Linked DNA regions of Mus musculus: all the other regions are linked to region 1. Evidence: chromatin contacts called from public Hi-C, HiChIP or PLAC-seq and promoter capture Hi-C data. All regions are on one chromosome and are shown on one strand. The core of a region is the stretch at or near the end of the contact, and the rest is flanking DNA. Distances in the headings are between cores, read along the strand shown. Region 1 holds the start of Pole2 (polymerase (DNA directed), epsilon 2 (p59 subunit)). Region 2 overlaps L2hgdh (L-2-hydroxyglutarate dehydrogenase). Region 3 overlaps Sos2 (SOS Ras/Rho guanine nucleotide exchange factor 2). Region 4 overlaps Gm46353. Region 5 has its middle 12 kb from the start of Gm46353. Region 6 overlaps Gm31512 (a long non-coding RNA gene).

Region 1 (4,141 bases), core at 954-3,453:
TCCACATACGGACACAGAGCACACGTGTATACACACATGCAAAATAACAATAGCAATAACAGTAATCATATACAAGAACAGCAACATAACTCTTTAAAGGGCAAGATCAAGTGCAACAGTTAAGTATAGAAAAGATGCGGCGGTAACTCCACCTGTCCAGGCAGGAGCCTGGGAACCAAGGACCAGGATATCCTGAGGTCCCAACTGAACCAACCCTTTGGGAAAAGACACTACTGTGCGACTCTCGGAACTCTGCACTGTGCTAATAATGGAGCCTCGGTATCCTTTTAAATGTAAATCAGAGGACACAAAGCTATAACAATTTAAGCATCATCAGGAAATGTTACTTACAGGGCTGCTTTTCAACTGCATCGATGATCTTTCCTAGGTTCTCCTCTAGCTCCAATTCAGTGACAGACTGGAGAGCTTCAGTCAGATACTTGGTGGCTTCACTAGTGACAGAAAGAAAAGATGAGACCAAGAATTTCTCGGGGGCGGAGGGTGGGGTAGGGGGAAACTTTTACTTAAATCTTATACAACTCAAGCTTTATAAAAAGCTAACATAACAGAAAACTCATATCTCCCTCTAAAACCTCAAGTAGCCCTCTAAAGTATCAAGGCTTGAAACAGTTCATTAAAAAAATAAGTGAACAGGTAAAATAACAACAAACCCCTGCAGCAGGTCTTGGTAAAACACCTTTTTAAAAAAAATCTAAATTGGGCTGGAGAGATGGCTCAGTGGCTAAGAGCACAGACTGCTCTTCTGAAGGTCCTGAGTTCAAATCCCAGCAACCACATGGTGGCTAACAGCCATCCGCAATGAGATCTGATGCCCTCTTCTGGTGTGTCTGAAGACAACTACAGTGTACTTAGATATAATAATAAATAAATCGTTTTTAAAAAAATCTAAATGAGATGGGTACACTGGACATGTGAGATGACCCTGTCCTGACTGGAGTGTATGAGACTCAAAGCCGAAACTCTGAGTTAAGTTTTTGTTTGATTTTCTAGACAGAGTTTCTCTGCATAGCCCTGGCTGTCCTGGAACTCACAGAGATTCACCTGCCTCTGCCTCCAGAGTGCTGGGATTAAAGTTGTGCTGGATAGCTGGCCCACAGTGAATGCAGGCATGAGTGCCATTGAGTCTCTAAATCAGAGGGTAATCTACTACACAGCACTAGATAACACACTGTCTTCCCACAGGAAAAGTCCCATGGCGTTTAATTCCACACACGGTGCTTTGAGGCTAAAAGACTTGAGTGTATATCTCAATGAATCAATTAATGAGCTTCCAACAGCTTTATAATAGTACATTTTAAGGGAAAGGAAAGGAAAAGCTATTGCTCAATTAATCCTCTCTCCAAATGTCAGGAATTAACCAAATTAAATTCATCACTTTCTCCCTGGGTAGACCCAGGTTGACCCTTGGACACTCCTGGGCAAAACGTAAAGCTAAAAGGTTCATAAAGTTCACAGTTACGAAAACAAAACATTCACACTCTGACTCAGAAAGCTATACGGATCTCAGCAGGTACTTAAACGGAAAGTGTATTATAAAATGTAAATTGTAATATGAGATTTCTTGGATATGTTCATTTTTAAAGACTGAAAAGACACACTACAGCCAGGAAAACCTCCTTTGGGGGCAAATTGTAAACTAGGAAATCTAAAAAAGCCAAACTAAAAACACGTTTAAAATCTATCCAAATTTTACTTCTCCAGGCAATAATGAAAATTCCACACAGAGACGGGTTTGGAAGACTCATACTCTACAATATAAATCGCCAACAGACACGCATATGGATTCACCCATGTCTCTCCTTCTCTGACACGTCTCTCTGTAACTTCCAGAAGTAACACTGTAATGATTCCCATTCTGCAGAGGCGGGGACCTCCGTTGATCAGAAGCCAGCACGCCCCCAACTTCCCCGCTCAGTTCGGCGTCAGCGCGCAGCTCCGCCCAGCCTGGAAGTAACATTCGCACCCGGCGCCAGGATCGCGGAAACCCAGGTAGGCTCTGCAGCCTCAAATGCACCGGAGAGACATCGCCTCTTATGACAGAATGTTCTAGATAGGGCATTGCGGCGGGTCAGGTTACCTCGAGACTCACCTCCTGAGCAGCAAGCCCCGCAGCTTGAAAGCTGAGACCGTGCGGCTCCGCAGCCGCTCCGGCGCCATGTTCGCGATTTGGCGCCACCGCCGACGCCCCGCCCCCTCCTGGAATAGACACACCCCTTGTCCCGCCCTTATATTCTTGGGCTGGTGAAATGGATTTTTTTGGCCTTACTAACTGCAGGGCCTCTGGGAATCTCAGACCCTGCCTAGGGAGTGAAGTAGGAGTGGTCAGAGTGGGAACAAGCTTCCTTTATCCCAAAAGCATTTTCTGAACACTCAGCTTCCCGGACACTCAGCTACCCTCTTCTACTCTGACTCTACCCAAGCTTCCTGCACCCAGAGTCTTCCCTTCCAGGGCTATGAGAGTTGTAGAGCCGTTGTTTCCCGGTTCTACACATGCTCAGGAAATACTGTGTTTTCACCGTTTTCGATCACTCCCATCCGACCAGTTTTAGTTGAGGGCCTCTCCACGATCCGCTGTCATCATTTAGCAGTCCCACTTTTTTCATGACATACCTTCTTTTTTTTTTTTTTTACTGGTGGAGTAACAAACCCAAGATTATAAATGGTTGGTATGAGGTGAATTGCCAGTGCGGTGGAGCTGCTCTTGAATCGTTATTCTCAGTCCTACAAGTAGACTCAGTAGAGCACATCTTAAAATGTTCCCTCTTGCTGAGTGTGATGGCACATGCCTTTAATCCAAGAACTCAGAAGGCAGAGGCAGGGGGATCTCTGTAAACACCTGGGCAACTTGTTCTAGAGAATGAGTTCCAGACCAGTCAGTGAATCACAGTGAGACCTTATATAAAAATCCATCCATCCATCCATCACACACACACACACACAAACGCACACACACACATATACTTGTGCTGTTGAGATGAATAATCAATTGGCTGTTTATAAATAAGCATGCAACTTTACAGGACACAAGAAAGCTCTGGGCATAAGACCACAGATCTATAATCCCAGGCCTCAGAACGGGGAGGTGCAAGGATTCAGGAGGCAAAGGCCATCTTTGATGTCACAGCAAGTTCAAAGCAAGCCTAAGATACCTGAGGCTTAGTGGGAGTGGGAGAGGCAAATAAGCCAAAAACTTGAATGATTTCTACAACGGTATAAGCAATTATCTCTGGGGCGTATATTTAAGATCTTTCTGAAAAGGAAAACAGTAAAAAGAATGCATGTGTATATTTGCTTGATTTTGCATTTCAAAACTTTTGAAAAGTTAAACTAGACAACAAAGAGAGATCCCAGCTGTGGTGGTTTGAATAAAAATGTCTCCCGTAGGCTCTGGTGTGTAAACACTTGGTTCCCAGTTGGTGGCGCTGTTTGGAGAGATTCAGGTGGTGCAGTTGTGCTGGAGCAGCTGTGGTGGCTTGAATATGCTTAGCCCAGGAAGGGGCACTATTAGGAGGTGTGGCCTTGTTGGACTATAGGTATGGCCTTGTTGGAGGAAGTGTGTCACTGTGTGGGTGGGCAATGAGACCCTTTTAGCTCCCTGGAAGCCAGTCTTCTATTTGTTTTCAGAACAAGATGTAGAACCCTCAGCTCCTCCTGTCCCATGCCTGCTTGCACACTGCTATGCTCCTGCTTTGATGATAATGGACTGAACCTCTGAACCTGTAAGCCAGCTCCAATTAAATGTTGTCCTTACAAGAGTTGCCTAGGTCATGGTGTCTGTTCTCAGCGGTAAAACTCTAACTCAGACAGTAGGCTTTGAGATTGTATAGCATCACCCCACTTCCAGCTCTTTTTCTCTGCTTTGTGCTTGCATTTGAAGACAGGAGCTCTCAGCTTCCTGATTCTGCCATTTGTTGCCATGACTCCATAAGTAAAAGTGCTTGCCATGCAAGCCTGAGGACCTGAGTTCTAATCCCCAGAGCCTACATAATTCCAGATGTGGTGCTGAGAATCATCAATCCCAGCATTCCTATAGCCTAATAGAAGACAGAGACAGCAGGAATTTTGGAAGCTCATGGGCCAGCAACAGTGAAAAACTAAGAGACCCTGTCTGAACTGAATC
Region 2 (4,141 bases), core at 1,053-3,552, 470 kb after region 1:
TTCTGGAGTGTCTGATGACAGCTATAGTGTACTTACATATAATAATAATATAAAAAAGACTCAGTCAAAGTGGCACACAGAGAAACCCTGTCTCAAAAACAAAACCAACAAAATGGACAGATGAGTCTGAAGAACTAAAGGCTATGATACAGTAGTGCAAGAGGGATGCTAGCCTCTTGGGAAAAAGAGAGCAAAGATTCTGAGGCTGTGCCATCTGAGCGAGGGCTATCACCAGCCAGGCCTCCCTCTCACATTGCCTTACCGAAGGACATCGCTGATGGTGATTTCAGGAATGAACTTTTGAAGATGCTTCACTGTTTCACTGAGAAAACAGGCTTTATACATTTCATTAACTCCATAAGAGAAATGCTGGAACACCAGGTTAATGAAGCCGCTAAGAATGAAGGAAAGAAAAAAAACACCCTTGAGATAGAGGAATCTTTTATTACTATAAAATATCTATACGTTTTAGAAAAAGTTACATAGTAAAGAAACTTTTGGCTAATATAAGGAGAGGAATTCACTCATATTCAAAATTTATAAGGAACTCGACTTCAGAATGGTAGTCTTGCTAGTGTTCAGGCTTTCTAATGCTTTCAATACACTAAAGAGGCGTCTTTAAAACAGTGCGACACTTACCCTAGTTTAGTCTGGCAGAGGCACAATATTCTAGTAGTAGTTCTTAAGTGAGATTCTGTACACATGCTAAGAAGGTCAACCTAATCCTCTGTTAAGAGCCTGCAGAGGGTAAAGCCCATACATAATTTAAAATGCTTTCCACTGGTTGTATATAAACTCTTCTGAAGAGAAAGACTGCTAAACAGACCAGCGGGCTGGGAGAAAGCGCATTTGGTAACTATGTGTTTGCCAAGCATACTCAAGAAGGTGAAGGAGAAATAGCCCCCTGGGGCTTGCTGGCCAGCTGGTCTAGATGAATCAATGAGCTCCTAGTTGAGTGTGTCTCCAAAACAAAATAAGGAGGATAATGACTGAGGAAGACACCTGGTTGGCAACTCCCCTAGGCCTCACCTGGTTGGCAACTCCCCTAGGCCTTGCCCAACCTGCCAGGTACAAGCCAAACCCCACTCTTCCTGTCTCTGTCTCCCCCCACCCCCTTTTAACCAGGCCCTTTCCCTTCCTCCAATAACCTTCCCTTTGTACTGAACTATGGTATGGCAGTGACTCCTCAGGGCAGCACCCTGGCCAGGCCCACTGAGATGCTCCCTCCCACTGCATTATACCGCCATTTATAAAGCACAACACACTTGACATCAAACTATGGCCTACACATACACATGCATGTGGCACACCCACACACATGTGCATGCACACAGGAAAACCCAAATATAAGGCTATTTCTTAGAACAGTGTCATAAGTCTATATGGTATCAACCTTAGATACACACACACACACACACACACACACACACACACACACAAGTGTATGTGCCATTTCATTAGTAAATTTTATCTAACAGCTTACAAAACAATGGTGACTAGCTTGAAATGGTCTTTTCAAAGTTGTTTCTGGTCTTTTAGTAACATTTAAGATATGAACTACCAGATTTTATTTTATTTTATTTTTGTTTTTTGATACAGGGTTTCTCTGTGTAACCCTGACTGTCCTGGAACTCACTTTGTAGACCAGGCTGGCCTTGAACTCAGAAATCTGTCTGCCTCTGCCTCCCAAGTGCTGGGATTAAAGGTGTGTGCCTCCACTGCCTAGGACAAGAAACTACTTTTATTTATGAATGACTTTGGCCTTACTTTCCTTTTAGCTAAGACGTTATTACCCTGGTTCATCAAAATCTTTTGTGAGGCAGTAAAGCATTACACTTGGAAAAACCCTCTTGCTGGTATGTACAAGGTTCTGCCTTCAATCCTTAGCATCAAAACCAAATAATCAAGTTTATGCTTATTACAGAAAGATCTTAATTGGGAATAATAAACAATAACAGTCACATAAATGAAGGTTTAGTCTATCAGAATATCAAAAACTTCTGGAGTTAAAAAAAAAACCAAGTACATAAAATCTTCTTAAAGGTGACAGACATTATTACCTTTTGAGAATTACTTCCATAACATCTCTGGCATCGAAGTCAAAGGGTCTGTAACCTTCCCGTTTAAAGGCAAGCACTGCATTAGGCCCTAGCCAAATAGTGCCATCCAACCTGGGCGTAAAGTGAACTCCAAGGAAAGGAAACCGGCTGTCTGGGACCTGCAGACTCAACACAACGATGAACGGTTAGCACAGTTCACGTTCCCGTGTACTGCGCACACAAGCATCTAACTGGTGACGTAAGAGAGCTCCTCCCACACATTTGAACGCGTCACGAGCTGTATTCAGGGAGGATTCTCTATTAACACACATCCTGTTTTTAAATGCTAGTGACATTAATATATATTGTTCCACTTATCCATCTTTCTGGGAAAGGGAGAAAAGATGAACTGTCATAATCTTGGCTCTTTCTCCTATAAGAGAGGTCTGTGACTGGCAGGCAATTCATGGCTGCCGGGAAGAAATGTACACATCTCCAGCCTAGGCCTCGGGGAAGTGAGCAGCAGCAGACAAGTCAGTCACCAGTGGAGCCTCCCATTCTCCCAGGGACTGGCTCATCAGCAGGGTAACCGCAGGCAGGAGAGCGCGCGCTCCATATACACACCCCCAACTTTTACCTCCTGGAACTGGAGCAGCCATAGCCCCCTGTTCCCAGTGCACTGAAGGCATCAGTATTCCTGCTGCTCTCCCACAGGGGAGGGAGGAGCTGGTTCTTGTACTCCAGGGTGTACTCGTGCTTTCAGAGACATGTGACCCACAGAGCAGAAGGCGGCTTTGGGAACAGACCCACAGCAGGCAGATGATATTATGACGCACACAGCCCTGAAACCCTTTCTAAAGCAGGTAAACATTTTTTATTTTCATTTCCTTTGTGGCTCCGACTAACTTGATAGTGAGAAGACAGAAGGATCATTACTTACCGGATAAATATTTCCTTTTACAAGGTAGCCCTTTTCTGGCTTTAAGACCAGGTAATCTCCCCGGAATGGGACAATTTGAGGGTCAGGATTGCAGCCACTCAACTCTGAAATACGGTCAGAGTAAAGACCAGCACATGTGACAACATATCGACACCGAATCTCCTTTCCCTGGAACAAAATAAAGACGCATGGTTAGTTTCTAAACATGAGAAAGAAAATGTGGCAGCCCTTGTCTGTGGGTGAAACCTTAAAACCCAAAACACGGGGGCTGGTGAGATGGCTAAGTGGGTAAGAGTACCTGACTGCTCTTCCGAAGGTCTGAAGTTCAAATCCCAGCAACCACATGGTGGCTCACAACCACCCATAATGAGATCTGATGCCCTCTTCTGGTGCGTCTGAAGACAGCTACAGTGTACTTACATGTAATAAATAAATAAATAAAGTGTGTGTGTGCACCACCAAAAAAAAAAAAAAAAAAAAGAAAAACCCAAAACACTACAACTGAATGAGGAATTAACAGAGGTTGCAATATAGAAGATGGGTAAAGGAAGTTTGGGTTTAATCAACAAACTATATGCACGTATGGAAACAACACACTGAATCCCATTATATAGTCCATATATGCTGAGATACTTTTCCAGGGACTGGGGGTGGCAGGCATTCTTACTGTATAGCCCTGGCTAACCTAGGCTACCCACACACACATGCACACGCACATATGCTTGTATAAAGGAATAAATAGGTCAAAGGGGAGAAAACAGATGCTAAAAAATAAGGATAAATACATATTTTTTTTTTCTGAAAGAGCAAATTCAATGTAACTATCAGCAAAACTGGACCCTCTTTTATAAAACGTACAAAAATGAATTTGAAGCTACACATAGTGGTAAATCCCTACAATACCAGAACTTGAGTGGCTGAAACAGAAGGGAGTTCAAGGCCAGCTTGAATTACAACACACCCCAAACCCCAGACCAGTTAGGGCCACTTAGCAAGCAAGATCTTATCTCAGACAATCAAAGAAATTTTTTGAAATGGAGTCAAGATTTAAATGTAAAACCTGTGACTACAGAATATGGAAGGTGCTCCCTGGTACTGGCACTGGTGACGGTTTTTGTAGAAGGGTCACCACAGACACGAGTAAAAGAAGCAAAAACGAACA
Region 3 (4,141 bases), core at 421-2,920, 420 kb after region 1:
CTGTGAAAAGGAAGTCTGAAACCGGGATCAGCAAACTACAGTATACATGCCAAATCCTGCCCACTCTCTATTTTCATGAAGTTTACTGGCACACAGCCCATGCTCATTTGTTTATAGCTATTTTTGCTACCAGAGTAGAAATGAGCAGTTGCAAGTGAGCCTGCAACAGCTACCACCTCCCTTTTGTGGGTTCTCGGGGTTGCTGCTGTTTTATCATTCTGAAACAGAGTACTAACACTCAGCCTGAAGTTAGCTGAGACCTGGCTGTGGACAATAGGTTGTCCTTACTTGCAGCAATCCTCCTGTCTATGGCCCCTGAGTGCTCATATTACAGGTGTGCACCATCATACCCAGTTTTTGGCTGGCTCTTTAAGTACATCCTGCTCTTGAAGTGGACACAAGGTAAAACAAGAAAAGTGGTATGTTTTAAACCTAGATGGAAGTCTTTAATTTGTTTAAAATCCTATTCTTTAGCCAGACAATGGTGGCTCATGCCTTTAATCCCAGCACTTGGGAGGCAGAGGCAGGCGGATCTCTGAGTTCGAGGCCAGCCTGGTCTACAAAGTGAGTTCCAGGAACAGCCAGGGCTACACAGAGAAACCCTGTCTCGAAAAACCAAAACCAACCAAACAAACAAAATCTTAATCTTTTTAGATATTTTTATTGGGCAATTTAAGTTTCTCAAACTTATCTATACTTTCAAAAGCTGGATAGGATAACTAAAATGAATTCGAGAATTTGATTTTTTAAAGTATCTTGATTGTGATAACTTTAGAAACAATATGAAAATTTCTGTGGTTAAATTTGAGTTATGCTGATAAATGTTTAAATCTATAGCATGAGTTGAAGAAATCAAAACCAAAGAGTATCTCAGTTAGAAAAGTCCTAAGGAATTCAGATGTCTGCCACCTGGAGTAAGCAGGGTGACAACGGACGGAAAAAGTTAAACTCAAACTGTCACTGAGGGCAGGTAACATCAAGGAGCGGCCATGTGGTAGTCAGTCACTACCATCCCTCAGGGACTGTTCCTGTCAGCTGTACTTTACTCTCAAAATCACTCAGAATGCGATGGGGTACTTCATACTATTCTTCTACCTTTTCTATCAGCTTAAGTCACTTTCAAAGTAATAAAAAGTATGTAAGCTTGATCTTAGAAGTCAATATAAAAATGACAAATTTCTACAATGAAATGAAAGTGGAAAAACTCAGTTTTTAAATTACAGAGTAATAGATCTCAACTACAGTTAAAAAAATAGTTTTTCCAAATAATACTGCAGCTTGGGAGTCTAACTCAGGCTATTTAAAGCTCTGCAAACACCAGTGTTCTCTAAAACTTCCTAGTGAGTCTCACGTGCAGCCAAGGCTGACAACCCCCAGTGTGTACTGGGCCAGGTGCTGATTACTGCCTCTGTACCCTGGATCCACTGGTACACTGTTTACGTCACACTGTCCTGAGTTCCTTGTCTGCGACATTCCATCTCCCACTAGCACACACACCCTTAACATGGGGGCTTCTGCTATCTTCCCCAGTGCTGTGCTTCCCTTGTTCAGGACCAAGCTCTTCCAACGGTGCTCAGAAGATGAGAAATAGGAGGAGGACAAAGAGCAAGGGAAGGAAGAGGAAGGAGGAACGGAAGACTGCCTGTTCCTCAAGCAGCCCTTAGGAACAGGAAGGATGACTCTGTAATCAGAAGAACGGCAACAGAGTAATCAGAGGGCAGGAGCTTTGTTCTGAGCGGTGCCCAGGTCCTACCAAACTGTCTTAAGATAGCAAAGCATGGTCTTCAAAGTTACTAATACTTAAAACTCCAGAAACAGCTCTGTGTGTTCCCTTTGTAAAAATAAAAGACTCGGGCATGTGTAATGGCTCATGTCTAGAAATCCCAGCCCTCCAGAGGCAGGAGGAGCTCATGACTGACACCAGACTAGGCAGCCTGAGTTATATAGTGATACCCTGTCATTAAAAAGCAGGAAAGGGAAATAACTGAATAAAATAAACATTACTTAAAACTACCTTTCACCAACTGATTGGATAGATCCCGACACCTCAACCCTCCTGTATACAAAGCCTCCTGATGGAAACGGAGAACTCTCCTCCCTGCCATGATGCTCAACTCTAGAAATTCCAGATTCTGCAAAACCAGTAATTTTCTGTCTTCCAGCATCAGGAATTACAAAAGTTACTAATATACTGCATGGCATGAATATACACCCCTTCAAGCCCAATAACTGGGAGGCAAAGGCAGGGGAACTTCTATGAATTCAAGATCAGCCTGGCCTACGAAACAAGTTTCAGGCCTGCTGGGGATGCATACTGAGACAATGGCTTTAAAACAAAAAGCAATAACTGGGGCTGGAGAGATGGCTCAGTGGTTAGGAACACTGACTGTTCTTCCAGAGGTCCTGAGTTCAACTCCCAGCACCCACATGGTGGCTCACAACCATCTGTAAAGTGATCAGGTGCCCTCTTCTGGTATGTCTGAAGTCAGCTACAGTGTACTTATATACATACATATACATAAATAATCCTTAAAAACAAAAAGGAGAAGAAAGAAAGGGAGCCCTCCATTAAAAAAAAAAAAGCAATAAGCTAGTTTCTTCATGTACTGAAAACCTGAGGCCCAGTGTGATGGTGCGTGCTGATGGTGCATGCTGATGGTGCATGCTGATGGTGCATGCTGATGGTGCATGCTGATGGTGCGTGCTGATGGTTGTAGCATATTAGAGCCTAAATCAGAAGGATTTTAAGGGTGGTCTCAGCTATACAGTGAGTTCAAGGCCAAGCTGGGCTACTCAGTGAAATGTGTCTCAAATAAGCAGAGCAAGGGAGATGCCTGAGCAAGTAAAGATGTGTGTTACCAAGCCTGGTCCCCTGATCCCTGGTGGATGGAGACAGGATGCCTGAGAGGTGTCACCAGCTTCCACAGGTGCACTGTGTGCGTGTGTAAAAACAATTCCCAAATAAATAGCATGGATAAATGTAAAGAAACCGAAGGCAGAGCTCAGTGGCAAAGCGCCTGTCAGGCACATGCAGAGCCCTGGTTCTGATTCCTAGACCACAGAAGGGACTATTTATATCATGTTTCTAGTACTAGCTTTTACTCTATGTGAAATGTGGGAATTTAAAATATAAAAGTCCTGATAACCTTAAAAAAAGAAACTACCTTCATCACCGCTAATTTTAAGAGAAAAACTAAGCCGGGGTGGTGTCGCACGCCTTTAATCCCAGCACTCAGGAGGCAGAGGCAGGCGGATTTCTGAGTTTGAGGCCAGCCTGGTCTACAAAGTGAGTTCCAGGACAGCCAGGGCAGCCTGGTCTATAAAGTGAGTTCCAGGACAGCCAGGGCTACACAGAGAAATCCTGTCTTGAAAAAAGAAAAAAGAAAAAGAAAAGAAAAACTAATGGCATATAGAGTCACTACTTTTTAACACTTACCTTATCTGCACACATGGACACTTTAATGTCTTGCTGAGATATTTCATAATGCCGGATATTAAAAACATAATTACCAGCCAATTTCAAAATATCTGCTGAGATATACTCCAATACAGCCACAATGTAGAGGGACACATGGTAGTCCACTTTATACCCCAAAACTTCCTGTTTAAAAAAAAGTAAGAATTCAATTCCAAAACAAAAGTGTTGTGAAGGATCAGTCAAATGCTTGAAACCCTGCTTAAGAGCTCAGGGGCCTCACTGTGAAGCCCTTGCCTGACGAAAGCAAGGCCTAAGATTGCACTGTAGCACTGAAAGAAAAATTCTTCTGACATTTTTACTCATAAACATTTAAAAGCAGAATATCTCAATATATGGCTGTCAAAGGACAGTGGTTCTTAACCTGTGCTGTGACCCTTTGAGGGGGGGGGTGGTCAAACGATTCTTCCATAGGATCTCCTAAGACCATCAGAGAGCAGATATTTGCACTACAATTCCTAACAATAGCAAAATTACAGTTATGAAGTAGCAACAACAATAATTTTAGGATGGGGGGGTCACCATAATATGAGGAACACAGGGACACAGTGTTAGGAAGGTTGAGAACCACTGCCGTAGGACATAAAAGTGACAGCTGATCCTAGTATTTTTTATCTTACCAAGAAGAAGAGGAGGTGGAGGGAGAAGAGAAGGGGAAAAGGAGAA
Region 4 (4,141 bases), core at 1,028-3,527, 330 kb after region 1:
TACCACTCCCCTGGTTATGTTTATGGCCAGTTTGAGAGAAAAACCAAATATAAAAGAGAGCCGGTGTCATTAACTCTGGCCCTGCTGTTGGGAGGACTTACTATGGGCGGCATAGCTGCAGGAGTAGGAACAGGGACTACAGCCCTAGTGGCCACCAAGCAATTCGAGCAGCTCCAGGCAGCCATACATACAGACCTTGGGGCCTTAGAAAAATCAGTCAGTGCCCTAAAAAAGTCTCTGACCTCGTTGTCTGAGGTGGTCCTACAGAACCGGAGAGGATTAGATCTACTGTTCCTAAAAGAAGGAGGATTATGTGCTGCCCTAAAAGAAGAATGCTGTTTCTACGCGGACCACACTGGCGTAGTGAGAGATAGCATGGCAAAGCTAAGAGAAAGGTTAAACCAGAGACAAAAATTGTTCGAATCAGGACAAGGGTGGTTTGAGGGACTGTTTAACAGGTCCCCATGGTTCACGACCTTGATATCCACCATTATGGGCCCCTTGATAATACTCTTATTAATCCTACTCTTCGGACCCTGTATTCTCAACCGCTTGGTCCAGTTTGTAAAAGACAGAATTTCGGTGGTGCAGGCCCTGGTTCTGACCCAACAGTATCACCAACTCAAATCAATAGGTCCAGAAGAAGTGGAATCACGTGAATAAAAGATTTTATTCAGTTTCCAGAAAGAGGGGGGAATGAAAGACCCCACCATAAGGCTTAGCAAGCTAGCTGCAGTAACGCCATTTTGCAAGGCATGAAAAAGTACCAGAGCTGGGTTCTCAAAAGTTACAAGGAAGTTCAGTTATAGATTAACAGTTAAAGATCAAGGCTGAATAGCACTGGGACAGGGGCCGAACAGGATATCGGTGGTCAAGCACCTGGGCCCCGGCTCAGGGCCAAGAACAGATGGTTCTCAGATAAAGCGGAACCAGCAACAGACACAGAAGCCCCGATAGACGTCAGTGTTAGCAGAACTAGCTTCACTGATTTAGAAAAATAGAGGTGCACAGTGCTCTGGTCACTCCTTGAACCTGTGTGTCTGCCAATGTTCTGACCAGATATGTGCCCATTGCTGAACCTTCATTAGACTCTTTCCTTGTACCCCTCCCCTACCCATTTCTTGAAAATAGACATTGTTTAGATCTAAAAAGTCCCACCTCAGTTTCCCCAAATGACCGGGAAGTACCCCAAACCTTATTCGAACTAACCAACCAGCTCGCTTCTCGCTTCTGTAACCGCGCTTTTTGCTCCCCAGCCCTAGCCCTATAAAAAGGGTAAAAACTCCACACTCGGCGCGCCAGTCCTCCGATAGACTGAGTCGCCCGGGTACCCGTGTTCCCAATAAAGCCTCTTGCTGTTTACATCCGAATCGTGGACTCGCTGATCCTTGGGAGGGTCTCCTCAGATTGATTGACTGCCCACCAGGGGGGTCTTTCAAGACCAGGCTGGCCTTGAACTCAGAAATCTGCCTGCCTTTGCCTCCCAAGTGCTGGGATCAAAGGTGTGTGCCACCACTGTCCAGCTTAAGGATTCAATTTCTAAACAAGGTCATGCTTACAGTTTCACTTCAGGAATCAGGACTTAAACATCAGCTCCACCATTGTCAGCTGCCTCTGCCCATGGGCTTGGAAGACCGAGCAGAAAATCGGGGGTCTTTCAGCGTCTCTGGGCCACACTGCTCTAAGAACAGTCTTATGTCACGCATTAAAATCCCGTGTGTCCCATATAGCCCACAGTGTAGACTGTCTTCACAGAATTCTGTCAGAGCAATCTCTCTCCTTTTGCTCTTTTAAGCCTGGGAATCTCTGTGCTGTTTGACTTAGTGGGGGAGGGGACAAGGATCAGGAATTATGTGACCTGCCCACACTCCTGGAACTTCAAGTCCTGGAGGCTGGAGGAGGCAGGAATCCAGCCTGGACTCTGCAGCATACCACACCAATCAGGACCTTTGATCTGTTTATGCCAGCACCCCACGAATCCAGGCCTACTGTTTTCTCCACGGTCTGCTCCCTCAGCCTGCCAGCTAGCCTGTCTACTCTTTGTGTTCCAGTTTGCTTGCGTTCAACTTCATGTTTCCTTTATTTCTCCCATGGGGCCTAGTTTAGAGCCAAGCTTGGGTAGACCGCTGGGCACATTTTGTTGATAGAGTAACCTGGGTCTGACTCAATAGGAGATTCAGTTTCTAGCATGGAAGCAGGAGTTTTAACAAGGCCGGGCATCCACTGCCAATATGTGCTGTGAAAGGACACAGTAAAGTCATACCACATGTGGACAAGTTAATAATGTGGTTGAGTTTGTGCCGTCCTTGGAAATAAAGGGCAAGGCCAGAACTTACATCATGGTGAGTTCAGGGCTAATCTGCAAAGCTTGTCACAGCTGACAGCTTTAATTTTCTCCTGCTATGTCTGCAGCCAGCAGTGTTTCTCCACCACTATATGACTTAGCACTAATTAAGCCCTCCAGCCTATGTGGGAATCTGTGAAATGCATGAAGCAGAGGAACAGCTGAAATCTCAAAAGGCTTGGGTGGAGAAGTCGCTTTAGCTTATGCTGAGCCTAGAACACACACCCCGAGATGCATTTAGAGGGAAGGTGGCTTTTGTAAGGCTGAGTTCTACTTGTTTATCTGAAACAGCATGGAGAGACAGCTCAATGGTTAAGATTAGAGGTTCAATTCCCAGCACCTACGTGGCAGCTCACAACCATCTGTAACTCCCGTTCCAGAGAATTTGATGTCCTCTTCTGGCCTCCACAGGCACGAGGGGCTGGAGTGCTAGCTGGTGCTGATAAATACAGAAAATGCCTTACATGGTGACCATCTCCGAGGCCCCGGCAGGAAAAGGTCACATGATTTTCTCCTTCTCTGTCATGAACATGTCAACCCAAGGAAATCAGATTTCATACTCCCTCTCACCACAGTTTAAAACATTTTAATTGGTTTGTACATTCATTCAGTAGATTTGTTATCTTCTGACTTCCCGGTCAATGGTGGTTTGAATAAGAACAGCCTCCAGCTGGGCAGTGGTGGCTCACACCTTTAATCCCAGCACTTGGGAGGCAGAGGCAGGCGAATTTCTGAGTTCAAGGCCAGCCTGGTCTACAGAGTCAGTTCCAGAACAGCCAGGGCTACACAGAGAAACCCTGTCTCAAAAAACCAAAACAACAACAACAACAAAAAACCCAGCCTACATATGTCATAGATTTGAATGCTTAGCCATCAGGGAGTGGCACTACTTAGAAAGATTAGGAGGTGCAGCCTTGTTGGAAGAAGTGTCCCTGGGTTTAAGGTTTCAGGTACTCAAGCCAAGCCTAGTGTCACTCTCTCTACTGCCTGTGGATCCAGATGTCAGACTCTCAGCGTCCTCTCCAGCACCATGTCTGCCTGTGTGCTAGTATGCTTCCCATGATGATGATGATGGACTAAGCCTTTAAGACTGTAAACCAGCCCCAATTAAATGCTTTCCTTTATAAGAACTGCCATGGTGCCTCTTCATAGCAATGAAAACCCTAAGGCACTGTCAGACCACACAGCAAAGCTATATGCTATGTGAAGATCTGGTCAGATAGGAAGGTAGCAAGATCCAGTACCTAGTATCCAGAATTCTCCTGGAGAGAGGCTGTGCAGCCTCTTGTACCATCCTTTGCACAGATGAATTAAAAATCTAAAGTACAAATATTCCCTGACAATTCCCTTATAAATAACAACAAAACAAGCCAACAAACAAATTTAGTCCCGGTTGAAATACCCTTTACTAGATGATGGTTAGATTCTGAAAGATCCAGACAGTGAATTTGAGTCCGAGGAAGCAGCAAGAAACTGCAGCACGCCACCAGAAGATTCTTGGTGCCTTTCTCTCTATGGAATCCCAACATATGCAGCTCAACTATGCAATGTAAGATGGACCAATACATGTGTGTCATTAGCGAAGAATCCTTCATCGTGTGTCCTTTCACGTGCTTGCTTTAGCAGAGCATCCTCTCTCCTGTGTCTGCTTCAGCTAACAGTTTCTTCATGTGTTTGCCCCAGCAAAGCACCATCCAAATGACTTTCCAAAGAACCCTTAAGTTTCCAACTTCAACTCCCCCTACTAATTTTTTTTTTTAATCATCATGGTCTCACTACATGGACTGGCCTTGAACC
Region 5 (4,141 bases), core at 565-3,064, 310 kb after region 1:
GAGAGTATCTATGGAACATGGAGACTGTGTCTCCTGGAGCAAACGCTGGCTTGTTTAGTGTCCAGTATGAAAGGACCCTGTCATTTATGCACAGCAGGGAGACTCCTGTAATCCCTGTACTTGAGAAGTGAAAACAGTTCCTTGGGCAGCAGGAACCCAAGTTCAAAACTAACCTGGGATATAATGAGAGACTCTGTGTGTGTGTGTGTGTGTGTTATACACACACAATTTGTTATGATTTTAATCATGAGGAAAAATAAATGCAGGTTGTGCCACGTGGTACAACGATAACACAATGAGATGCATGCAGCGATCTCAGCACGACCTCCCTCTCTGCTGCAAGTGATTTTTCTACACAGCACGTGGTACTTGGCCAAAGCTACCCTGAATTTCTAGTCTTCCAGCTGGCATTTATAGAAGATAGGAGTGCCTAACCCTGCTGGCACTTGGAAAACAAAATCCCAGGGAAGGGCTCTGATGAACTCAAATGAGGTCCTGTGTTTACCCTAGAATCAGAAAGGGATGGGGGGTGGAGGTCAAGCTATGGTATAACTATGCCTTTCAGAAGGTAAAGAGGGATTTGGGAGCCTCCTGTAACCCAGGACAACAGCAGGGAGAGGCAGTTTTAGCCAGGGAGGGCCAGGTGGTCAGGAGCTGCAGATTCGTGGATGCACCGTTTTCAAACAGAGCGAGTAGGAGGAGGTGAGGCCATTCATTGATGGGAAAGGCAACCCAGCCAGTGTGGGTGTTTGTTTTGAACTTGGTGAATTTAGAATCTTTGGGGACATAATTGTAGAAGAAAGATCACACTGGTCGCTGACACTGGTCGCCGAGGATACAATTCTGCCGGTCAGAAAACCGTGGGCAGACTCAGCTACTGGAGGAAGACCGAGTGTGCCTCCCAAGGTTCCTGGCAAAAACTGTAGAAGGTGCCACCACATTGAGCTGCCTAGCAGCAGAGTCCTCCGGTGTCACCAGGCCACTGGTGAGAGACAGCCTGGCTAATTATGAATGCAATGCGGAGAAGCCAGAGTTAGTAAACCTGCCTGCATCCACATTTCTGTAGAATGCCTGCACTTCCCGTGACTCAGCGAGGGCTCCTCCTGTGGCTTGTTCCAAAGCACACTGGGAGTTGTTGGGCAAATATTTGAACAGCCTTTCGATCTGAAACCCGAGTAGCTGAGCCCTTCAGCTTCAGAGCCTGCAACTCCTTGCTGCCACTAGCTCTTTCTGTCCCTGCTACAGCCAACCCCTGCGGCAGCAGGAACCACTGAGCAACTAATCCCAAACTGGATTTTCCACCAAAAAAAAAATGTCACCAATGATGGAGGAGAGGAAAGATGACCAAAAGTCCAGGGCACCTTGCTCCCACTCAGAGGGCTCGCTTTATCTCTCATGGTCGGGTTACATGCTCATTTCGCGTTCAGCGGGAACTGAGTGTGTGATTAATCTCTTGATCAGGAGTGAGTCAGGCATGGGTGTGAATCCACAAAGTGCTAATTACAAACGTGCTTCCTTCCTGGGAGCCAGTAAGAGAAAGTTAGTAAGGCAAGAGAGAAGTGCTGGGCGGGTCCCTGAGCAGGGACCCAGAAAGACCCCTCCACTCCAGTTCCCCTCCGATCAGGCAGGGCAGAGGCGCTGCGGGTGCGGAATGAGAGACCCTGGCTTCTCTATGAGCTGCACATCTAAAATAAGACTCCACGGGAGACTCTGGGAATTTCCTGTACTTTTTAACTCTCAATGTCCTATTTATAAAGCTTAGTCACTGCAGTTGTTTCGCAGTTACTCCGCGGCGTGTAGAGACAGGTCATAACAGGAAACAGGCTCACAGGAGGCTCTCTCTCAACCGCTGGCTTTGGGGGAATCTGGGTCCGGTCTCCACTTGACAAGCTCAAGGGACTTAACTGGACTGGGTAGCTCTCTAATCTTTCCACTGGCCAGCCACACCCGGCTCTTACATATTCCCGAGGAGGGTCTGGCCTCTTCAAGGGCTTCTTACAGACACTGTGAGGCCCAGCTTCTTGGGAGACCCCCAGGCCCTGGCACAGAGTATGGTCTGAAGGCATCTTTTGCTTCCTGCAGCAAGAACAGACCTGCCCAAGCGTCTCTGCTCGTCCCTGTCTGCATAAAAAGGGCAGGTTCTCCCAGAAGGTTCCAGGCTCCATTGCCTATGTGCAGAAATTGTTAAAAACAATTAAGAGGCAAAGGAGGGGAGAAGAGGGAATGAGCTGAATCCAGCAAAGCTCAGCCAAATGTTTTGCTCCTGTTTCAACCCTGGGCAGAGCCACAAGAGAGAACAAAGCCCTGTTCACTTCCCCATTTCACAGCCACTAAGCTAGCCTCTGAAATCAGGCTCTCTCATCAGGGCTAGTAAACTAACTCCTGTCCCCAGTGTCCCCAGACACTACAGGGCAGAGGTAGCCCCATTTGTTGTTCTTCATGGGGGGCATGGAGTCTTCCCAACCAGAGCCAGCTTACTTCGTAGCTGTAGTTTCTCATAAAGCAAGATGACCAATAGGTGGGCTAAGGCTCTCAACCAACTTTTCTTGGGAGCCGGTACTGGCTTAGCCCTGACTTCTGAGGCTCTGAAGCAAAGAAGGTTTAGATTTGGAGATGTTCCTTGGCTTGAGACATTTTGGGTCACAGTCCCAATAGTGTGGTGGTTTCTGATGGAGCTGGGCCTCTCTTAGCTCTGGGTGTGCAACAGTCAGAACCCAAGATGGTGTCGTGTGCCAGGGTTCCTCCATGTCTTACACTAGAGGTGCAATGGCCCAAGGACTTCTTTGGATGGCATTCCTGGACCGGGGTGGTCTGGTCCATTCTCTGGAATCTCAGGCTCTTTTACCATCTGCTGCCTCTCAAGTCCCCAGGCTGACCACTGACCAAGCCTCCTATTCCGTTCTCTTTCTTCTGGCTTCTTCCTCTCTCTGTTTCTCTGCCTCTTTCCGTTCACAGGCCTTTACACCCCCTTTTTCTCCATCTCTGCATTTGCTGGCCTGACAGTAAGTCTCCAAAAGCCACATGGAACCCATATCTCAGCATCCAGAGGCCTAGAGATTTTCCACCTCCCAATGAGTCACACTTCCCTGAGCTCCCACCACCAACCACAACAGAGGCTGGGGGGAGGGCCATACTTACAGCGCATAAAGACAAAACATTCATCAACGGAGAAGAAGGATGTTTCAAACAAGTGAGAGCTGCCAAGGTTCAGCAACTGTGTCAGACGCAGGATCAACCTGCAAAACTCAGTAGCAGCTGTCTCCACCCACAGTCGCTGCTAGAAAGTACCACTTCGAAGATACTATTCATAACAAAGGCATGAATTACCAGATACGTAGGAGTTTATTAACCAGGAACACACAAAAAGTCTATAAGCATTTTAAAGTTCCAATAAGGCCGCATAAAATTATCTGCACACAAGAGAGCACATTCTATGCTTTGGAGTGAGCATCTTAATAAAGGATGTCTTGTATTGGATAACTGTGTAAGGATCTAATTACATTAATGATTCAACTATACACTGAAGACAAAGCCAATCAATGTGCTGGCTGGCTTTCTTTGTGAGGAACTCTATAAATGGATAACGTTTAAAATGGAAAGTGGAGAGGGGATTTGCTTAACCAGATACACAACAAAACCTCCGTAAGGGCAACGCTGTGTGACCGGCTCAGAAACAGTTCTAAAGAGCTGAAGAGCAGAAGAGCAGGCTGCCTACGCTCTGCTTGTACACAGGCAGGAGTCACTCTGCAGCAGGGATATGTTCTGAGAAGAGCATGTTAGAAAATGTCACCCTGGTCAGGTGGTGGTGGCCCATGCCTTTAATCCCAGCACTTGGGAGGCAGAGGCAGGCGGATTTCTGAGTTCGAGGCCAGCCTGGTCTACAAAGTGAGTGCCAGGACAGCCAGGGCTACTCAGAGAAACCCTGTCTCTCAGGGGGGCGGGGGGAGAAAATGTCACCCTGGTGTGAGCCTCTCAGAGAGTCCATCAATAGATATGATTAACATCAAGTATCTGAGGCTGCTGCAATGTCACATGGTAAAAGCCTGACAAGAAATGTACAGAGTAACCGTAGAGTGATGATAATTATGGCAGATCTATGAATCAGTAATCGGACAACATAGACGTGAAGAGGTGAACGTAA
Region 6 (4,141 bases), core at 1,092-3,591, 270 kb after region 1:
AAGTGTCCGGCCCTCCAAACTGTGTGCACAACAATTTTTTTCTTTATAAATTACATAGATTATGGGGCTAGGAAGGTGGCTCCCGTGAGTAAGAGTGCTCCCAATGCATGCAGGACTTGAGTTCAAATCCTAAGAGTCCCTGTGAAAAGGCAAGATGGGGTCCCTAGACACTGGCATGGTAGATACATGCATGTATCTGGTGTTTCTGGAATGAATTGATATAGTCACAAGTATAATTATTTATCAGTTTGTGCTTCCCAGAATGTTGGCAGATGGCTTCTTTTCGAGTATAAATAAGACGCAGAATCTTTGTACTTCAGTCTTTATACTTGAAATGACTGTTGGCTTTCAAAACATGCAATTCAAGGTTGGACACACCCTGTAGGCTTCTGTTCTATATAATCTAGAACAGGGTGCTGAGAAGAGGGGAGGGGAGGGGAGGGGAGGGGAGGGGAGGGGAGGGGAGGGGAGGGGAGAGAGACCGAAGTGCAGCCGCTGTCTTGGTTTCCATGTTTCTCTTGGCTCACTCACTCTGGGAGAATGGAGCCACCAAGTCTTGAAGACAGGCAGGCAGAGAGTAAGAGGCTGGGCCGCGAGGAGCTGTGTGTCCCTGGGCAGTCGCCAGAAAGGAACTAAGCTTGTAGCGACCACATGACTGAGTTTGCAGGCAGGTCCTTCCCCAGCAGTCTTGGTCTAACTTCAGTCTCAGCGAATGAATGATTCAGCTGAGACCACAGGCCAGAGCCGCCAGAGAAGGCAAGCCAGGTTTCTAACCAGCAGAGCTGAGAGATGACACCCAATGTTTTAAATTGCCGAGTTTAAGAGTAGTTCACTATACAATAATCAAAACAAACAAACAAACAAACAAACAGGCATTTCCTTTCTTGGTTTTGCATTTTTCCTAGGGGAAAAAAGTGAATGAGTGCTTTCACCAGAGGCCTCCAGGAAGGCTCAGCTCCAGGAGACAAAACCCAGGCAAACAATCAGCTTAAAGGAAGCTTCCCTTGAGGCCTGGGGAGAGATGCGTGGGGCTGAGAAAACTTTTCCAGGCTGTGGGAAGAGCTGCTGTGGACTCTGAACTTATCCTTGCTCCTTCCTGAACACCATTTCGAGAACATCTCTGGTGCGGATGTTAACCAGACGAACCGTACAAGCCATGCACCTCCAAGTGGAGGTTCCTCTGGCTGTTCTGAAACTTCGGGGAACAGAATGACTTTTTCAGGACTCTGGCTTTTCAGGTGAGACAGTTCCTGATGATGCTTTTTGGAGTAAGGGCTGAACAGGCACCAGGTACTGGTTTCTCATGTGCTCCTTGTTAGTCACACCTCACCCTGTGTAGAGTACAAACACTCCCAAGTCATGAACAACAGCATCCCACAAGGATGCAGGAGAACACAATCCCGTTTGGTTTTTCAAACAAACTCATTCATTGGTGGGTACAGAATTGCAGACTCCCTGATACTCGTGTGCACACCCCAAGATGAGGTCCCCTGCTCCAGGAAACCTGTAACTAAAAGCACTAGTTTCCTGAAGCTGGCTGAACTGGGTAAGGGTTTTCTATTGCCTTTGAAGTGCAGATCTGGAACCTCTGGGGAGCTTCTATTTTAAAGATACAAGAAGAATAAGGCTGTTTCCTTCCTTTTAGAAGACCGACAGGTATAAACAAACCAGGAGGGGTGGGGGCGGGCTGCCTGGTCTCTGAGGTCAGGAGCCAGCAACAGGAGCGGAGAAGCATCCCTCTGCAATGCATGACTGCGAAGTATGCAAAATCATGCCAAGTTAATTTGGTGCAGCTGGGGAGGATGGGCGGCTCTGTCAGAGTCTGTTGTTTGTGAGCCAAGCACCTCATTTCTCCAGCTGTTCATGAGCGTGTGTGTGTGTGTGTGTGTGTGTGTGTGTGTGTGTGTGTCCTAAAGGAAACAAAGATGTAGAGGAAATGAAGACGTTAGAGCCAGAAGCCAGTTTCTGCCAACAGGAACAAAGGGGACGATTGTGCTTCTCATTCGGAGGCCACACTGTCAAGAGGCACGAGACACCAATACGCACTGAGACTGTATGAGGGCCCCCGCCAAGGGAACGTCCAGATACACTCTTTCACAACCCAGGGCTCTCAGAAAGACTGGTCAGGGCGTGGCTGCTTTCGTGGTGGCCTCTCCAAGTAAGAGAAAATGCAAATATTGTGCCTGCTCTGTAGCTTTCTTCAAACCAGTGCAAGTCTTTCTCAGCGCAAGGTCACACTTTTCTCTCAATATTAGTTAAAAACAGCCCTGGTCTTGTTTCAGGAAAGCTTCCCAGGACAGTAGCCAAACTCTTACCAAACACACACACACACACACACTCACCAGTGTGGGAGGGGTGGGAGGAGGGATGACCAATCCATGTGATTTCCTGCCGGCCTAGAATTGTGCTGGAGTCAGGAGCTTTCTCCGAGGAAGAGCCAGGCAGCATTGGAGAAGCAGTGTGGTGTGCCTGAGCTCACCGGCTCTTCCAGCACCCACCTCAGGCAAGCAGTTTAGCTGCCTCACGGTGGAGGAAATACCTACTTGGTGAGTCTGAAGCAGGACTCCAGGAAACGGCTGCCTGTGGATGAGTTCTGGACACAGAGAACAAGTCTCTGGCTTTCATTTAATCGAACTTGATCCACTCCGTTAAAAAATTCAGCAATTCAGGGACAGTTGATGAGTTCCACAGGCCATGTGGCCTCCTGAGACCCCAGCCTGGCCCTACCTGCCTTGCTAGATATGCAGACAGCTGAGGTGGACAGTCTGGCTTGCCCTGGGTGTTTCCATCCTGGTGGGGTGATGTGGACATTTTGTCCCCTCCTCCCTTTCCCTCCTCTCCTCAAGGGCGGTGTGTGCATCCATTCTCACGGAATGGTCTTGGTATTGGTTATGGTGTAGGGCGGTTCTTGGGGGTTTTTATTTTTTTTAATTTGTGTGTGCACACCTGTGTGTGGAGATCAGAGGACAACTTTTGGGGATTTGGTCTCAGTTTCTGCCCTGTCGAGAGGCAGGGTCTCTCTTGTTTCTGCCATGCTGCATACTCTGGGCTGGCTGTCCCTGAGGCTTCTCCTTCCCAGCTCTTCTCCTGCTCACTGTGGCTGGGGTAGATGACAGGGCTTCACCACTGCATCTGGCTCTTGACAGGGGTTCTGGTCTTTGGAGGCAAGCACTTTACCCACTGAGCAATCTCTCTCTCTCTCTCTCTCTCTCTCTCTCTCTCTCTCTCTCGTGTTTGTTTTTGTGAATTTGACAAAAGCTAGAACTATCTGGGAAGAAAAACCTGACTCCACCAAATTGACCTGCAGATAACTTCATGGGACTTTTTTTTTTTTCTTCTTCTTTGAACCATGATTGATTTGGGAGGGCCCAGGCCACTGTGGGCAGTACTGCCCTTAGACAGATGGTCCTGGGCTGAAAGGAAGGTAGCTGAAAGCCTGGCATGGTGGTACTTGCCTAATCCCAGCGCTCAGGAGGCAGAGGCAGGCAGATCTCCGTGAGTTTAGGGGGTCAGCATATTCTACATAGCAAGTTCCAGGACAGCCAGGACTATATAAACAGACTCTGTCTGAGAGAGAGAGAGAGAGAGAGAGAGAGAGAGAGAGAGAGAAGAAATTCAGGGAAAGGAAGCCAGTATACATACAGCACTCCTCTAGGGTTTCTGCATCAGTTCCTGCCTTGAGTTCCTGCTCTAACTTCCCTTCATGATGTAAGATAAAATAAACCTCTCTTTCTCAATGCTTTCAATCATTGTGTGTGTGTTTCTAAACAAAAGAATGTCCATAAACTTTCTAACCCAAACCTCAGTCCCATGCAGTGGGCTCTCAAATCTCCATTACCAACTGGATGTGTTAGCACAAATCTGTGATCCCAATACTTAGGAGGTGGAGGAAGCTAAATAATAAAAACCTGTTTTATTTTATTTGTTTCTTTTTGTTTCGTGTGTGTGTGTGTGTGTGTGTGTGTGTGTGTTAAAGGATAGGCATGTTAGTGTATTCCTCTAATCCCAGCACTTGAAAATGGAGAAAACTCAGGATGTCAAGGTCCTTGTCTCAAACCAAACCAAACCAAACCAAACCAAACCAAACCAAACCAAACCAAACCAAACTTACAGATGGGTCAGTAAGTTAAGGTGTCAGCCA

Evidence for each region. Promoter capture Hi-C pulls out the DNA fragments that hold promoters and counts their contacts. Hi-C and Micro-C count contacts between places; a contact is called where the count stands out from the background. HiChIP or PLAC-seq counts read pairs in DNA pulled down with a chosen protein or histone mark.
Region 2: an H3K27ac HiChIP or PLAC-seq map of embryonic stem cells shows a contact between it and region 1, with 2.5 times the contacts expected there. The contact joins the enhancer-like site here to the promoter of Pole2 in region 1. A contact is called at or near these places in 11 of 39 promoter capture datasets (the 3T3-L1 cell line, the C10 cell line, the HPC-7 cell line and 7 more), 2 of 15 datasets of contacts at CTCF or cohesin (large pre-B cells and pro-B cells), 34 of 484 Hi-C or Micro-C datasets (B cells, the Ba/F3 cell line, the C2C12 cell line and 22 more), 18 of 115 datasets of contacts at active chromatin or transcription factors (the 230-238 cell line, the HPC-7 cell line, the NIH/3T3 cell line and 6 more) and 4 of 9 other capture datasets (adipose tissue, embryonic stem cells, liver and 1 more).
Region 3: a contact with region 1 is called in a Hi-C map of bone marrow-derived macrophages, with 19 read pairs. The contact joins the enhancer-like site here to the promoter of Pole2 in region 1. A contact is called at or near these places in 8 of 39 promoter capture datasets (the C10 cell line, the HPC-7 cell line, cranial neural crest and 4 more), 1 of 15 datasets of contacts at CTCF or cohesin (large pre-B cells), 2 of 484 Hi-C or Micro-C datasets (bone marrow-derived macrophages and nephron progenitors), 3 of 115 datasets of contacts at active chromatin or transcription factors (T-cell acute lymphoblastic leukemia, astrocytes and bone marrow-derived macrophages) and 3 of 9 other capture datasets (adipose tissue, liver and macrophages).
Region 4: a contact with region 1 is called in a promoter capture Hi-C map of pre-B cells. The contact joins the enhancer-like site here to the promoter of Pole2 in region 1. A contact is called at or near these places in 9 of 39 promoter capture datasets (the C10 cell line, the HPC-7 cell line, cranial neural crest and 6 more) and 4 of 115 datasets of contacts at active chromatin or transcription factors (embryonic stem cells, fetal liver and large pre-B cells).
Region 5: an H3K27ac HiChIP or PLAC-seq map of microglia shows a contact between it and region 1, with 5 times the contacts expected there. The contact joins the enhancer-like site here to the promoter of Pole2 in region 1. A contact is called at or near these places in 6 of 115 datasets of contacts at active chromatin or transcription factors (bone marrow-derived macrophages, effector CD8 T cells, embryonic stem cells and 3 more).
Region 6: a promoter capture Hi-C map of neutrophils shows a contact between it and region 1, with 2.6 times the contacts expected there. The contact joins the enhancer-like site here to the promoter of Pole2 in region 1. A contact is called at or near these places in 4 of 39 promoter capture datasets (the C10 cell line, cranial neural crest, liver and 1 more), 1 of 115 datasets of contacts at active chromatin or transcription factors (memory CD8 T cells) and 2 of 9 other capture datasets (adipose tissue and liver).

The regions. Positions count from the first base shown.
Region 1 is chr12:69,225,987-69,230,127 of GRCm38.p6, forward strand. Pole2 (polymerase (DNA directed), epsilon 2 (p59 subunit)) reads right to left here and starts at 2,204. Exons shown (of 19, transcript NM_011133.2): 1 at 2,111-2,204; 2 at 352-452. The coding sequence starts at 2,178. It also overlaps a transcript of Klhdc1 not described here.
Region 2 is chr12:69,699,224-69,703,364 of GRCm38.p6, forward strand. L2hgdh (L-2-hydroxyglutarate dehydrogenase) reads right to left here. Exons shown (of 10, transcript NM_145443.2): 7 at 2,980-3,147; 8 at 2,061-2,218; 9 at 263-394. Among named protein-coding and RNA genes, the nearest start is that of Sos2, 19 kb to the left of the region's middle. Within about 2 kb of position 2,303, at least 7 of the 459 cell types and tissues checked have an H3K27ac peak or open chromatin away from gene starts, as enhancers often do. A contact at or near this core is called in embryonic stem cells, where this site is marked.
Region 3 is chr12:69,645,016-69,649,156 of GRCm38.p6, forward strand. Sos2 (SOS Ras/Rho guanine nucleotide exchange factor 2) reads right to left here. Exons shown (of 23, transcript NM_001135559.1): 4 at 3,437-3,601. Among named protein-coding and RNA genes, the nearest start is that of Gm31679, 22 kb to the left of the region's middle. Within about 2 kb of position 1,671, at least 28 of the 459 cell types and tissues checked have an H3K27ac peak or open chromatin away from gene starts, as enhancers often do. A contact at or near this core is called in bone marrow-derived macrophages, where this site is marked.
Region 4 is chr12:69,554,409-69,558,549 of GRCm38.p6, forward strand. It overlaps Gm46353, which reads left to right. Exons shown (of 2, transcript XM_017315325.2): 2 at 1-111. Among named protein-coding and RNA genes, the nearest start is that of Gm46353, 5.8 kb to the left of the region's middle. Within about 2 kb of position 2,278, at least 65 of the 459 cell types and tissues checked have an H3K27ac peak or open chromatin away from gene starts, as enhancers often do. A contact at or near this core is called in pre-B cells, where this site is marked.
Region 5 is chr12:69,536,412-69,540,552 of GRCm38.p6, forward strand. No RefSeq gene overlaps it. Among named protein-coding and RNA genes, the nearest start is that of Gm46353, 12 kb to the right of the region's middle. Within about 2 kb of position 1,815, at least 346 of the 459 cell types and tissues checked have an H3K27ac peak or open chromatin away from gene starts, as enhancers often do. A contact at or near this core is called in bone marrow-derived macrophages, effector CD8 T cells, memory CD8 T cells and 2 more, where this site is marked.
Region 6 is chr12:69,500,135-69,504,275 of GRCm38.p6, forward strand. Gm31512 (a long non-coding RNA gene) reads left to right here. Exons shown (of 3, transcript XR_381638.4): 2 at 906-1,238. Among named protein-coding and RNA genes, the nearest start is that of Gm31512, 5.0 kb to the left of the region's middle. Within about 2 kb of position 2,342, at least 321 of the 459 cell types and tissues checked have an H3K27ac peak or open chromatin away from gene starts, as enhancers often do. A contact at or near this core is called in adipose tissue, liver, memory CD8 T cells and 1 more, where this site is marked.